2 separate regions of the Sus scrofa genome follow, and region 2 is linked to region 1. The links are chromatin contacts, called in public HiChIP or PLAC-seq maps. All regions are on one chromosome and are shown on one strand. The core of a region is the stretch at or near the end of the contact, and the rest is flanking DNA. Distances in the headings are between cores, read along the strand shown. Region 1 holds the start of TMEM134 (transmembrane protein 134). Region 2 holds the start of KDM2A (lysine demethylase 2A).

What was found. HiChIP or PLAC-seq counts read pairs in DNA pulled down with a chosen protein or histone mark.
Region 2: an H3K27ac HiChIP or PLAC-seq map of alveolar macrophages shows a contact between it and region 1. The contact joins the promoter of KDM2A here to the promoter of TMEM134 in region 1. A contact is called at or near these places in 1 of 5 promoter capture datasets (fetal liver), 2 of 47 Hi-C or Micro-C datasets (alveolar macrophages and embryonic fibroblasts) and 1 of 2 datasets of contacts at active chromatin or transcription factors (alveolar macrophages).

What each region holds. Positions count from the first base shown.
Region 1 is chr2:5,055,619-5,058,705 of Sscrofa11.1, reverse strand. It overlaps TMEM134 (transmembrane protein 134), which reads right to left and starts at 1,453. Exons shown (of 7, transcript XM_021082746.1): 1 at 1,172-1,453; 2 at 150-214. The coding sequence starts at 1,345.
Region 2 is chr2:5,354,165-5,357,090 of Sscrofa11.1, reverse strand. KDM2A (lysine demethylase 2A) reads left to right here and starts at 1,518. Exons shown (of 20, transcript NM_001160090.1): 1 at 1,518-1,609. The coding sequence starts at 1,568.

The sequences.
Region 1 (3,087 bases), core at 204-2,703:
GGGGTGAGGCTGGCATTAGGGTAGGGTGCAGGACAGGGCCCCCCTCTTGTAGGACAGGATATGAGAGCTGAGTAAGGTAAGGAAGAGGACTGAGCGGGGGCCAGGGGCCTGGGCTAGGAGTTCGGGGTGGGTCCCCACCTGGCCCTGACCTGGTGCTGACTCCCCCATCCGGCTCCGGAGAGGCTTGGGCTCCATCCTCATCGTTCTCCAGGTTCTATTTCAGAACACAGGGCCCAGTGGGGTTACGAGGTTCAGGCCTTTCCTCACACCCCTCTGGTGAAGAAGGAAGCCAGCCCACACAGCTGTTTGCCTGGCCGCTTGACAGCTACTCCCTCCGCCCTGCCCTCCCCAGAGAAGAACAACGGGTTTGATGATTCACAGAAACTGAAACCCTGGTAGCAGGTGGGTGCTGGGGGTTTGGCAGGGAGGAGCCCGCAGGGGCTGGTGGAGGGCTCCCAGCATGGGTCCCAGGGCCCAGTGATCTCCCAAGCTTGTGAGTCACGGTGGAGATGTCAGGATGGTATTTCAGGGGTGCAGTATGGCTGCTCTGGATGTGGGGTGCCAGGGCAGGACAAGCCAAAAGTTTCCAGATTTGTGGCACAGCAATCTGGTCCAGGTTTCCAAGAAAAGCATTCTAGAGCTGGTGGAGAGTCTCTGGGAAAACGGGCATTTCCAGTTTAGCGGGAGGCAAGGCATCCGCCAGGACTCATCATGTGAGTGGGGGCCTCGGCTCTGGAGGAGAGGAAGGCACGGGGACTTTCAGAACAGAAGAGGGGGTGCTGGCTCCCTAGATTATCTGGCCTGGGGCTCAGGGGACTGCTCCTGAGTATAGACAAGGTTTGGTTCTGGTACAGAAGAGCTTCCAGTCCTGTAGGGTAAGGGGAGGGAGCGTCAGTACCCAGGATCGGTGGGGCATCCAGGATGGGATCTCTAGCTCGGGGTGGGGTATCAGCTCCCGAATCTGAGTTCTGGGCTCTCCAGTGGTGGCCGGGCACTGAAATCATAGCTACGAAAGTTTGGGCAGGGATCTGGATCAGTGGCCACGTCCGGGAGGCGATCTCCCACTCCGGCTGAGGCCTCTAATCAGATCCTCCCGAGTTGGGATTCTCCGGGGGCCGGCCTGGGGTCCGCCCAGACCCAGGTGTGGGGTGAGGTGGGCCGGGCCCTTCACCTGGTAGCGCAGGCGGGACTGCTTGTCCTCCTCGGCCACCTCGAACCGGGCCCGGCGCTCGAAGTGCAGCGGCCCGAAGCGGGCGACTCCGCCGGACTCGGGGCCGGGGCCCGCGTCCTCCAGGGACAGTTCGAAGGCGTCATCGATGCAGAACTGGGGCCGGGCGGCGCTCATGGCCCCAGCCCGCTCAGGCGCCCAGCGCCGTCGCCATCTGCTCCCGCCGGCCCCGCGTCGCCCAGGCCCCGCCCCCGCGCGCAGACCCCGCCCCGTGCTGTCGTCTAGGTTGCCCGACGGTCCGGCGCCCTGGCCGAGGCCCCGCCCTTCCATAACGGCCCCGCCCTCGGCAGGCTAGAGCTGCCGAGCGCCGAGCTGACTAGTGCGCAGGGCTGCCTCTCGTCCGGACTGGACTCGAGCTGGACTCGCGGCGCCGCCCAGCGGCCGCCTAGGCGAGCGACCGAGGATACGGCTCGGACGCAATCCTGGGCCTGTACGCGGGGCTTGGATGGGCTGCTACGCTCCAGCCTTCCGCATCCCAGCTCGCTCCTCGAGTGCCAAGGCGACTCTTAGGAACGGTTCCCCCACACTTACTCACCATGGCCCTGCTCCGGGGATGATTCTCGCCGCCGTACAGATGTAGCTTGTACTCTCCTCCAATATAGTTTCCACGCAGCAGCAGCTAAAGTGCTCTTTTAGACATAATGGATCCTTAGTTAGTCTTAAATAAAACTTTTTTTTTTTATTTTTTAAAGCATGCTGCCAAGTCACTCCTCTGCATAAAACCATCCCTTGGTTTTTCACTGTGGTTAGAATAGTATCTGAACTCTTGGAGGTCCCATTGTGGCACAGAGGAAAGGAAGCCGACTAGGAACCATGAGGTTGAAGTTCGCTCCCTGGCATCGCTCAGTGGTTTAAGGATCCAGTGTTGCCGTGATCTGTGGTGTAGGTTGCAGACGCAGGTTGGATCTGGTGTGGCTGTGACTGTGGCATAGGCTAGCAGTTACAGCTCAGATTCGACCCCTAGCCTGGGAACCTCCATATACCCTGGGTGTGGCCCTAAAAAGCAAAAATAAAGTCAGTTTCACGGAGTTCCCTTTGTGGTTCAGCAGTTAAACGGACTAGTAGCCATGAGGACTCAGGTTCAATCCCTGGCCTCACTTAGTGGGTTAAGGACCTGGTGAGCTGTGGTGTAGCTCGCATATGTGACTGGGACTGGTGTGGCTGTGGCTGTGGCTGTGGCCGGCAGCTACAGCTCCAGTTTGACCCCTAGCTTGGGAACTTCCACATGCTGTGGGTACAACCCTAAAAAGACAAAAAAGTAAATAAAGTCAACTTCATATCACACAGCACTTACCAGAAATTTATTTTATTTTTGTTTTTAGGGCTGTACCTGTGGCATATGGAAGTTCCCAGGCTAGGAGTGGAATCAGAGCCGCAGCTGCCAGGCTATACCACGGCCACAGCAACGCTGAATCCAGCTGCATCTGTGACCTACACCATAGGTTGCAGCAATACTGGGTCCCTAACCCACTGAGGCAGGCCAGGGATATAACCCATATTCTCATGGATACTAGTCGGGTTCTTAACCTACTGAACCACAACGGGAACTCCAAAATTAGCTGATTTTACACTGTCTTATTACTGGATCTGCCACACTCAGAACAGTTATTTGGCACTAGTAGATCTTCAGTGGATATTTGCGGAAGACTGTGTGCTTTGCCCAACTCCCAAATGCATGCAAGTGGTAGAACTGGGATTTGAACCCAGGTCCACCAAGCTCTGGGGCACTCATCCTTCTCCACCCACCCACCCCACTTCATCTTATGGCCTCACGTACAGAGTTGGGTCAGTCCTGCCTCTCAGTTTGCGAACATCATCGCAAGATCCCTCGAGTTATGTCCATTCACTTTCCCTCCTCT
Region 2 (2,926 bases), core at 269-2,768, 300 kb before region 1:
GGGCTGGCCGGGGCTCGGGCTCGGGCTGCCGACCGCTGGCCCGGGGGAGGCGGGGGCGCCCCGGGCTCGGCGCCGAGGGGTCGCGCTCCCCTCTCCTGACGCCTCCGACTCCCGGTCTCCAAAGCCAGAAGAGGAGGTTTGATTCAGCAACTGTTTCCTCTCTTTTCCGGGTCGCTCTGACCCTCTGGATACTGGGTTGATCCACGGAAAAAACCGAAGACGACGTTTGGGATTTAATTTCTCCTCTCAGTTTTTTGGAATCTTTTACTTCTCACTTGGACAAGAACTCACGAGCAAAATCCCCGGTGAGATTCCCCCCCCCCCTTTGGAAGTTTGGTTCGCTGTGTTATCTAAAGACTTAATGTAAAGTTTCTATTTCTTTTTCCAACGGGTGAATGAACCATTGAAACGCCTTTCCCTGGGGGAACCCGGCGAGATTTGCCATTTTTTCTCTCCGGCCCAGTCCGCTCTGAAGCCTGGGCAGTCCTCGCCCGGGGGGTGCAAACACGGTTTCCCTCCCGACTTGGGGCGAGGGCTTCCTCCAGGAGGGCTCTGCCACGAACTGCACTTGAACTGTGTCATCGGGTCCTCTGGTCTTGTTGCAGTTTTGGAAGGATGCTATTAACGTGGCCATAATATAGTTACTAAAAGGGGGGAAAAAACCCTGCTTTCCCTATGGAAGCCATTATCCCTGAGAATAATTTGAAAAAAGAAAACCTTTCTTGGTATTAGGGATCGACTGTCGCGCAAACCGGTCTGTCTTTAATTTTTGAAAAAGATGTATTTTGCTAATTTCTATAGGTAAAAGTTGTTTATTTTATTACTCTAAACAGAAAGCTCTGATAAATTTTTGTTTCTGATTGGCAACTCTCTTGCGTTTGTTTCAGAGTTGTACACATCTCGTGTTGGGGTGGAGGGTTGGTTTGGGAATGAAAAGATACGAGGAGTCTGGGAAGGAAGGCGACGATTGTGTACGGATTTACCAGAAGTGTATGGGAAATTGATTTGGAGTCTAATTCTTGTTCTCTTTTTTGTATAGTTTATCTTTTCTTTTCCTTTAGCTTCTAATAGCCAATGAGAGAGAACTCATTTGGTGTGGATCTGGGTTAGTTCAGTGGCTGCTTCACCTGATCAGCTCTCTAAGAGAGAAAAATCTTGCCCCCCCCCCTTGGCTAATGCTTCCATGAAGGGGAGTCTTGCTTATTGTAATCCTGTGGGGAGAAATAAGTGGTGTAGCCCGTCTGTGAGGAACTGAAACCAACATTTTTTGCCTATAGGCCTCAGACAATTGTAATGTGATTAATGTTGATCATGACCTGCCTGGAACCACTTGCTCCAGAGCTGAGAGGTCCCAAACTAATGAAAAGGAACTAGATTTCTCAGGAAGCCTTTAATTTACACCTAATCTTAAGTATCTCATTCTGTGAAAAGAAAGCTTGAGTTTGAGGATGAGTTCTCATCTCTGCTCATATCATTATTCTTTAGTGTTGCAATCTGGTTCCTAAGGAGGAAGAGGAAGGCAGCCCTGGAGTGGTTTCTTTCTGTAATTTCAACAGAAGAGTGAGAGATGGAACCCGAAGAAGAAAGGATTCGTTACAGCCAGAGATTGGTTAGTATTTTCTTGTCATTTTTTTTTTTTTTCCAATTTTGAGGCACAGTAACTATTTTGTTTCCAGTTGTGAACACACTGTGATTAAAACTTCTCAGGTGGCTTTTCTCTGCACCAGAGGGAGGAGGGAAGGTGTATTAATATCTCTTTTGGTTTTTAGGCCAAGTAGTTAGAGCCTTAATATTCATCCTGTTTGGAAATGGATTTGTATGTAGCCTTTAACTTCTGTAGAAACCATTGTAGATCAAAGAATTTTGTGGATTACAACATGATAAGGATTTCTAATTTTGCAATACTGACATTGTAATTAATCTAGTTGATTAATTTAGATTAGAATGTAAATTTTAGGGGCAAAACTGCTTGAGAAACGTTAGTTCTTTATAACTTTTAGATTATGGTGTGCCAAGAGTCATTGCTTTGAGCTGGGGAGTAGAACTATGGATTTTTTTTTTTTTTTTTTTTTTTTTAAACGCAGATCAACTCTTACAGGGTTGAAAGTGATTGAGAAAAGGTAGAATTCTGGATGCTGACAGAGTTGTGTATTTTGTATTTTGGGAGGGATATATGAGATAAGATATATTTCATTGAAAGAAATTTTTACTTAGTAATCATTTACTTTGTGCATAGGAATACTTTGTGCTTTGGGCCCTGCTTTCCTCTCAAGGTTTCCCTATTGGAGTTTAAGAATTTGATTTCCGTTTTTCCTAGTTAAAGAGAGCTTTATTAATATTCTCACCATATGTTCATTTCAGAAATATGAATTTATGTTTGTAGAGTGGGGAATGAAGAAAGCCACAGAATTTTATATATTATGTAAAATTGGGTGAACTGAAAGACCTGGATTACTAAAGGAATTTATGGTGGTTTTATTTGGCTCTGCATTTTAGACTGAATTTAGAGGAAAAAAGAGTGATTTGCTAACCATTTTCTGATCATCTCCGGACTATTCTTTTTTCCCCTCCTTAATGTAACTGTTAAAAAGGTATGGAGTGTATATCCAGTAGGCAATATGTTCTGGCAACCCTTGGTGTCAGAGATTTGCTTCTTGTCTGTGTGTTGAGATTATAATTCTTTATCTCCAACTTTTAGAAATAAAGTGTATCGTTAGTGGACTTTTGTACATTTAGGATTTATTTTTGCTTTGACGTTTCTTGGATTTAATTTTTCTTTGGGAAAAGAAAAGAAGATCCTGCAAAACTCTTTTCCCAGTTACTCACTGCTTCATGGAATTCGTTTTTATCATGTCAAGCTGGTAGGATTGTTGAGCTCTTTCGCATATGTCTGAGACATCTTGGGATCCAGTCTTTCAAAGCAAGT